Regions from separate parts of the Mus musculus genome. Here region 1 is linked to region 2. A link is a contact called in public ChIA-PET data. All regions are on one chromosome and are shown on one strand. The core of a region is the stretch at or near the end of the contact, and the rest is flanking DNA. Distances in the headings are between cores, read along the strand shown. Region 1 overlaps Dipk1a (divergent protein kinase domain 1A). Region 2 overlaps Evi5 (ecotropic viral integration site 5).

Region 1 (4,526 bases), core at 516-3,015, 210 kb before region 2:
CTATAGTCCCAGCACTCAGGAGGTTGCACTGTGTGAACACAGCTAAACTTACTCATCCTACTGTTAATAAGGGTGGGTTGTTTTCAGTTTTAAGCTGTTGAAGTTGCAAATATTCTTGGTTCTTGTCTTTTGATAAATATATATGAACGTGTGTGTTGAAATGGTTTAGCTAGGTCATAGAATAAATGTGTATGCTTTGGTTTTAAAGACAGGAATTATAGTGTGGCTGGCCTTGAACTGCTCTGTAGGCAAAGATGCCCTCGAATATTACCTAAGTCTTTTTCCAGTGCTGGGATTACAGGCAGGCACTGCTGTGTTAAGAGAATTTATTAGCATTTATGAACCTCTTGTCTACACTTTCAAGTCACCAAGACACAGGTATCCTGAGATCCACAAACCTATTCATGGTTTCTGCTGAAGAGCTGGCCTTAGAGAGCACACGCTGCACAGGGAGCTTTCTCCTCAACCTTCAGTAGCCTGATAGCAGGGCCAGTCGGTGATGGGGAGGGTAGCGCAGGCCGGTTTATTGTTGTTTGTTTTGTTTGTCAAATTTGCCCATGTCTGTTGACTGACCCGTGTCCAGTTTTTCAAAATTGACAGTTGATGAAAGCTCTGGTCCTCATACCAGCTTTCCAAAGTAACCTGAATAAAGTAACTTAAAAATTTCGCTGAGGTGATCCACGCCACAGCATTACCCGATCCTCCTGAGTGCTTCTGGTACTTGTCAGTGGGAGTGGATTTGGCTCCTGTGGAAGTGAAATTTCTGGGTCTTCTTCAGTGTGGAAGGCATGCCAATGGCTGAGATAAAAGAACAGTCTTGGGGAAAGAGAAATGACTCAGCAGCTAAGAGCATTTGCTGCTCAATCCTGAGGATCAGTGTCCAGATCTTGTATGAGGGGGTTCACAAAGCCCATGATGCTGGTTCCAGATGGTCCAGCTCTTTCCTGGACTCCACAGATATGTGTACACACACACACACACACACACATTAGTGCATGCACATTAATAATAAAACTAAACATTTTTAAGTGGTGAGGACATTTAAAATTCTACTTTCACCAGTTTTTTGTTTTTGTTTTTCAAAACAGGGTTTCTTGTGTAGCCCTGGCTGTCCTGGAACTCACTCTGTAGACCAGGCTGGCCTCAAACTCAGAAATCCGCCTGCCTCTGCCTCCCAAGTGCTGGAATTAAAGGCATGTGCCACCACTGCCCAGCTCTTTCACGAGTTTTTTACTTTTTTTTTTTTTTTTTTTTTTTTTTTGAGACAGGGTTTCTCTGTATAGCTCTAGCTGCTTTCACCAGTTTTTAAGTGTACAACACATTGTGGATTTTAATGTATATTTGTTTTGAGACAGGATTTTATTATAATCCTCAAACTGGCAGTCCTCTGCCCTAGCCTCCTGAGTTCTGTGATTATAGGCAGTCACTGTTATTAACTATGCATGTTATACATGTATACATTTATACAATGTTATACAATAGATCTCTCCTACTTACTCCTCTCAGCCAACTCAAATCTTGTATTCTTTGACCTATCTAGATGAAACTGTATCCTCTGAGGGACAGTTTCCCCTTGTGTTGTCTTAATAAATACTTAAAATCAGTTCTCCAAAAGATTCTGCTATGTTTTGTTTTCTCAAACTCAGAGACTTCCTTGCTAATGTGGGTCGGGGAAAAAAAGACCTCAGTAAAGATGGAGACACAAAAACATGAAGTGTGACCAATCCAGATGCTGTGCAGAGTATAGACACATGCTGAATTTTGCCTGAGGAAGAAACTGGGCATCAGACACAGGACTCCCCAGGCTTCATAAATGCCACAAACAACAAACAGTGCTGTAGTCCACTTGTGTTGCTTTAACAGAACACCAAGACTGAAGTATATTTTTAATTACTGGATCTATTATTACTTACTGAAATGTTTGGTTTTTTTGTTTTTTTTAAATAGCTCTGTAGTTATGGGAAGTTCAGAATCAAGGAACCTCACGTTCACTGGTGAGGCTTGGTTCCATTGCTGTTGCCACTTCCTGTAGGCAACACAACGTCGGGTCTATTAGAGAATCAATCTTGTTGTGTCTGCCTGCCTGCCTGCTTGACTGTCTGTCTGTCTATCTGTCTCTCATGGATCTCATGTAGCTCTCAGGCTGACCTCCAGAATGCTGTGTAACTGAGGATATAATTGGGGTTAGGGAGATAGCTCAGACAGTAAAATGCTTGCTTTGCAAGCCTGAAGACCCTTATTTGATTCCCGGGACCCATGTAAAAAGGCATAGTGATACACACTTGTTTTTCCAGTTCTGGAGAGGTAGAGACAGGTAGATTTCTGAGTCTCCCTCGCCAACCAACATAGTCTAGTTAGCAAATTCCAGGTCAAACAAGATAGCCTGTCTCAGATAAAGCAAGGGGGATGGCACCTGAGGAATAGCATTCAGGTTGACTTTTGGCTTCACCTTACACACCCTCCCTGAAAACATACACAATTTAAAAAATATTTTTATATATGTATATTTTTAATTTTTAATCAACCTTATATGTGTATGTGTATGCATGCAGGCATGGATGCCTAAGGAAGCCAGGTCCCTTCCCCCTGAGCGTGAGTTACAGGTTGTTGTGAGCTATCTGACATGAACTGCCAGAGATTTTGAAAGTAACAGGAATTCCGTAGCAATTGCTGAGTCATTCATGTCTAGAATAAGTTTCAGTCCTGGCCCCAAGAGAGGTCTAAAGACATCTTGAGCCTCTTTTTCTTTCCTGACTTGCTGTTTGGTCTCCACCAAGACAGGCACGTGGGAGTTTCCTTTCCACACACTGAAAGTCCCTTGAGTTAAATAGAAATTCAGTTTACAATCCTCTGTCAAGTAACACTAACAATTATTTCTGCTAAGTGACCAGTTAACTTGCTGAAAGGAATCTGGAGTGGTCTACTTGCCTTCATCACTCAGCTTCAACAGACAGACCCAAAGGAACAAAGATCCCCAAAATATGGTTTATTCTGAGAAAAGGATATAAAGAAAAATAAATAAAATAAATAAATAAAGGATATAAAGAAAAATAAATAAAATAAAATAAAATAAATGTTTATTAAAAAAACACTGTAGGTCTGACAAGTGAGCTGGAACTTACTGTCAGTTCTGGCCTGTATTTTGGCTCACAGGGCAGGATAATCACATTTACTGTTACATTCCCATTACTGGTATACCACACAATCTCACATGACAGTTGTAGAAAGAGCTTAAAGCCTGGCAGTGGTGGCGCACGCCTTTAATCCCAGCACTCGGGAGGCAGAGGCAGGTGGATTTCTGAGTTCGAGGCCAGCCTGGTCTACAAAGTGAGTTCCAGGACAGCCAGGGCTACAGAGAAACCCTGTCTCGAAAAACCAAAGGAAAAAAAAAAGGCCCTTTGGAGTAACTCTTATCTGTGTTGTCAGGAAATCAGCAGTTCAGTTCACAGGACTCAGCAGCCCAGCTGCAGCTTGATCACAGGCACTTTATGGCTATATTAGCAGTCCAGTTCGGTGGGGCTGGGGTAGCAGCAGTGGCATTACCTAGCAGAGACAGCCAGGCCTCAGCCTAGGCACAAGTCAGCAGGAGGGATGAGGAGGGAGGCCTGGAGAGAAGTTCTCGGCTGTGCCTTTCTCAGTGAAGCAAAGATCAGCGCGTTGCATAGCTGGCTCTATACCAGCTCTATAAGCTCTATAAGCTGGCTCTATAAGCAAGCCTCCCCCAGCCTCTGGGTTCTGCCAGTCTCTTAGTGAGTGATCTCTTGGGTTAGCCCTTGTGAAGCTGATTTGCCTTTTTTTTTTTGAAGTCAGTAACTGAGGCAGTCTGTGATCCCTTTGGCCTATTTGCTTTGTGAAGACATCCACGTCTCAGCAAATAAGAGGTTTTCCTAACCAGATCTAATCTTTATGTTTTGTTGGTAACCATATTATTTTCATTTCCTGTAGCTATATAAGCATAACTACATCCCCATCTTAAAACTATTGCAAATTTCCATTCTAATGTCAACACATCCTTATAGTATATTGGTTTGCCTAGGTCCTCAGTTTTGGTTTTTTTGTTTGTTTGTTTTTGTTTCTGTTTGTTTGTTTATTTGATAACCCAGTGTATCTCAGTTGCTGTTGTTCCCTTTTTCACCAATATTAAGAAAATTGAGAGTTAACAAAGCATTATTTAGTCTGTCCCTGGGGGCAGACTACACTTCCTCTGTATGGGTGGTAGGTTAAAAGAGAGGTTAGAGCATTTAAGAGCCATCATTAAAAATAGGTCTTGAAAAAGTAAAGGTTACAGCAAAGTGTAACAAAATAAAATGTATAAAAAAGTCACAGTGAAACCCATTCCATGAAACTAAAATTGTTGTTGTTGTTGTTAAAGACTCAGTGCTTGGGATATGGCTTATTGGGCAAAACCCTACCTAACTGAACAAGCCTTACAACCTGAGTTCAGAACCCTGGCACATGTGGGGACATAATCCCAGCATTCCTGTAGTGAGACAGCAGTGGAGACAGAGTGGTTGTCAGGAATCTTG
Region 2 (4,431 bases), core at 1,223-3,722:
TGGTGATACCCATAGAAGTTCTTTTATTGTTGAGAATAGTGTTCATTATCCTGGGTTTTTTGTTATCCGAAATGAATTTGAGAATTACTCTTTTTATCTCTGTGAAGAATTGAGTTGGAATTTTGATGGGGATTGCATTGAATCTGTAGATTGCTTTTAGTAAGATGGCCATTTTTACTATGTTAATCTTGCCGATCCATAAGCATGGGAGATCTTTCCATCTTCTGAGGTCTTCTTTGATTTCTTTCTTCAGAGACTTGAAGTTCTTGTCATATAGATCTTTCACTTGCTTGGTTAGAGTCACACCAAGATATATTTTATATTACTTGTGACTATTGTGAAGGGTGTTATTTCCCTAATTTCTTTCTCAGTCCATTTATCCTTTGAGTAGAGAGGAAGGCTACTAAGTTGTTTGAGTTAGCTTTATATCCAGTTACTTTGCTGAAGTTGTTTATCAGCTGTAGGAGTTCTCTTGTGGAATTTTTGGAGTCACTTAAGCATACTGACATATCATCTGCAAATAGTGATATCTTCTTCCTTTTTAATTTGTATCCCTTTGACCTCCTTTTGTTTTCTAATTGCTCTAACTAGAACTTCGAGTACTATATTGAATAGATTGGGAGAGAGTGAGCAGCCTTGTCTGGTCCCTGCTTTTTTAATAAGAAGTTGTTTTATTTGTACTGATGGCTGCTAATGAAGTTAATGATAACTCTTGAATTCTATGACCATTTTAATGTTTTAAATTAATATGTAAGTTATAAGTTGGGATTTGTTTTTACAGTAGAAAAAAACTAGTTTTCCCAATGTAGCAGCTTCTGATTAGGAAATATACCCTTAAAATAACCTACTTTTCAGTGAATCAATGTACCAAGCAGGGGCTCACACCAGCCTCAGAGCAAGCAGGCTTTTTTGTGTGTCTAAACAGTGCCCTGAACAGAGTGAACAATCATGTTTGTACACCTGTGAAAGTTACCTTGAGATCCTTAAATATCTACTGTGGATTATAAATCTTATAACATACACACACATATACACATACAATTATATTGTACCAAATGTAATTTTTTCCTCAGGTGAAAACTCATGGTTTAATAATGTCTTATATTTAAAAGCTGGTTATTCCTATTCTTTGCCTCACTTCTGCTTTTTCCCTTTGACTATTATGCCAGTTTTTCCAGACATATCGTTAAAGCAGAGAGAAGGAAGATATTTGGTTCTCATGAATTATTTGATTTATTTGTTTTTTAACAGCAGTTCAGGATCGATCGATCGATCGATCGATCGATCTATCTATCTATCTATCTATCTATCTATCTATCTATCTATCTATGTGAGGAGGGGGTTTGTTTTAGTTTAGTTTTTGTTCCAAGCTGTGCATGGCTTTTTTCTCCATTGTTCTAGAGATGATTAGAGAACTCATCTTGTGTTTTAGGTTTGTCTTTGACACTGATCCTGAGACCTTAAAATGCCAGCTCATTTTATATATTCATCCAGTTAGCGAACATTAGGACCTGATTTTGGAACCCAACATCCATGTTATAGAAAAACAAAACAAAACAGGTGTGGTTATGTACTCTGAGGGTAGAGACAGGTGTGTTTCTGTTGCGTGTTGGCCTCCAGCCAACCTCCAGGTTCAGAGCCAGATCTTCTCTCAAAGGACTAAGGTAGAGGTGATAAAGCAACACTGATGTCCTCTTCTGGCCTCTTTGCGCGTGTGGTACCCCACACCCCATACACACCCCTCCACTCTGCGACTGCCTGTGCTGTATACGAGAGGAGGAGTAGAAAACAGCCAGGGGAAGGACAGCATGGCATGTTTCAGGTAGAGAGGCATGTATGCGAGAGGATTGCTAGGGCAAGTGCTCACAGCAGAGACCAGGAGGACTACGGAAGCAGTCAGAGATCAGAGTGAGGCCCTGAGACCAGGCCAGGATGGCATGGCTCCTTGTTTTTCCTTTAGATCAAATGTGTTAGACCAGGCTGGCCTTGAACTAGGGAGACCTGCAGGCCTTTGCTCCTCCAGTACTAGGATTAAAGGCATGCACCTCCACACCTAGCAAGCAACTTAATTTTTATGTTACTTTTAAAAAATAAATAATACAGTGCTAGCTTTTTTTTGTTCCCCAAAAAATAGGAACATTTGCTGAGTATCAGTTAAAGGAGCTTTGGTTAAAAATGAACTACTGGCTCTCAGATTTACTAAAGCGCAAAGTTTTTAACTATGACTAGAGGTTTTTAAGGCAGTGAATCATGTGCTTTTCATAAACAGTATCTCACAGATGCAGTTGGACACGAGATAATCAGATTTTCTCTCCCCACAAACAGAACAGCTGGAAATGTCTACCAGTGTACGTGTCACAGACTCTGCTGTTCTGCTGCCTGTCTGATTTAAGTTGTGGTCAGTGTGAGGAACCTGTGAGGTGATAAGATAGCATTCATGAGGTCATGTGGTTTGCAAGTACCCAATCTTCACTGAGCAGCCTGCACGTCTCAAGACAAAGAGGAGTAGGATGCTGACCTAGCCAGGGGTCTGTGCTCCCTGGCCAGGGGGAGGGGTGCTACGAGTTTTAAAGTTATGTTATCAGGAGCTGCAGCGCCTGAAAATAAATGAGCACTGCAAGTCATTCATGGGCCTCCTTCACCCTCAGCTCCTCAGCCTCCAGCACTCGGTTCTAGTGTAGCATGTTTTTCTGTTTCAAGTGAAGCTGAAGGAGGTAGCCATCACTTATTTTTCTTTTCGAATGATTTTTTTTCATTCATGCATTAACTTGTTTATTTACTTTACATCCCAATCATTTATTTTTTATTGTAGAAAAAACTGCTTGTAGAAGGATTATATAATGGGTTAGGGATTTTTTTATCAGTTAGAAATTTTTTTCCAAGTACACAATTACTTATTTTTAGCCTGTCAGTATCTCTTTTTGAATCATACACAAGTTTGAGGCCAGCCTGGTCTACAGAGTGAGTTCCAGGACAGCCAGGGCTACTCAGAGAAACCCTGTCTCAAAAAACCAACTAACCAACCCAAAAAAAAAAAAAAAAAAAAAAAATATATATATATATATATACACACACACACACATACATACACACACACAAAAGCTTTCAGTTTCAGTATAAAAAGATGAATAATTCATTTATTATAAGCAAGTGAAGGATATCAGTTGGGCGGTGGTGGTTCACACTTTAACCCAGCGCTAGCTCAGGAGTCAGAGGCAGATGGAGCTCTTTGAGTGTGAGGCCAACTGGTCAACATAGTGAGTTCTAGAATAGCTAGAGCTACACAGAGAAACTCTGTCTCGACTCCCTTCCCCTAAAAAAAAATACTTCAGTAGAGTATTTGCTAAAATAATCTACAAATGGCCAATAACCACAAGAAAAAAAAGTTCAGCATCATTAACCATCAAAGAAATGCAAATCAAAACTACAGTAAGTTTCTGTTTTATACTAACCAGGAACATATAAGGATATAATTAAAATTGACAAAGATGTGGAGAAATCTGAACTCTGTACATGGTAAGTGGGAAGAGAAAATGATACAAATACTGGAAGATAATGCTTCATTTTCTCAAATTGCTAACCATACTTACCATCTTGCCTGGAAGTTCCACTTTTGTCTTTATACCCAAGAAAAATGAAATGTCTACACTGAGACATGTGCATGAATATTTATAACAATTTTTTGCAGTACCCAGAAAATAAAACCAGTCCAGATATCTGTCAGCTGATAAGTGGAGAGGTGCAGCATGTCATACAATGGAAGGGGCTAGGTAACAGAAGAATATAATACTGATGTGCACTGTAGCACAGACCAGAGTGTAAGAACTCAGTCACAGAGGGCCACACACACTCAGTGATGCCACTTACATAAGAAGCACAGAATAGGAAGATCTGTAGAGACAGCCACAGATTAGTGGTTACCTGGAGTTGAGGAGAAGGTGGCAGGCAGCCAGGGCATGGATGGCAGCTGAGAGTATGCAGTGTGTGTGTTTATTTGGGTGATGACAGTATCCTCAGATTGTGTGTGGAGATCTTTGTGCAGCTCTATGGCCATGAGAAAACCTGTTCAAACATGTGGGCTGCTGTGTCTCTGTACCCCTACCTGCTTTTTTTTCCTTTATTTTGAGACAAAGTTTCACTATGTAACCAAGGCTGGCCTCTAATTTAAATTCTCCCTCCCAAGTTCTTGGATTATAGTGTATGTGCCAGTACATCTACTGACTCAATAGCCATATTTGAAAATTGATATTATTTGCCTTTTGAAAATTCCCAGAGTTGTATGAATGGAACTTATTAAAGTGTTTAAAGGTACTTTGTACATAGATATTATTTGTACATCTTTTGAGAATGTATTCATAACTATATCAAGTATCTTGAGTGTTCTGGTACCTTGAAAAGTTCAAGACGACTGTCACTGACCTACTAAAAGAG

Evidence for each region. ChIA-PET counts read pairs in DNA pulled down with a chosen protein or histone mark.
Region 1: a contact with region 2 is called in an RNA polymerase II ChIA-PET map of effector CD8 T cells, with 6 read pairs. The contact joins two enhancer-like sites. A contact is called at or near these places in 3 of 115 datasets of contacts at active chromatin or transcription factors (CD8 T cells, effector CD8 T cells and regulatory T cells).

What each region holds. Positions count from the first base shown.
Region 1 is chr5:107,964,535-107,969,060 of GRCm38.p6, reverse strand. The region is part of intron 1 of Dipk1a (divergent protein kinase domain 1A); the gene reads left to right. Among named protein-coding and RNA genes, the nearest start is that of Dipk1a, 20 kb to the left of the region's middle. Within about 2 kb of position 1,765, at least 96 of the 459 cell types and tissues checked have an H3K27ac peak or open chromatin away from gene starts, as enhancers often do. A contact at or near this core is called in CD8 T cells and effector CD8 T cells, where this site is marked.
Region 2 is chr5:107,757,307-107,761,737 of GRCm38.p6, reverse strand. The region is part of intron 19 of Evi5 (ecotropic viral integration site 5); the gene reads left to right. Among named protein-coding and RNA genes, the nearest start is that of Gm42147, 18 kb to the right of the region's middle. RefSeq lists an enhancer at 2,229-2,678. Within about 2 kb of position 2,472, at least 64 of the 459 cell types and tissues checked have an H3K27ac peak or open chromatin away from gene starts, as enhancers often do. A contact at or near this core is called in CD8 T cells and effector CD8 T cells, where this site is marked.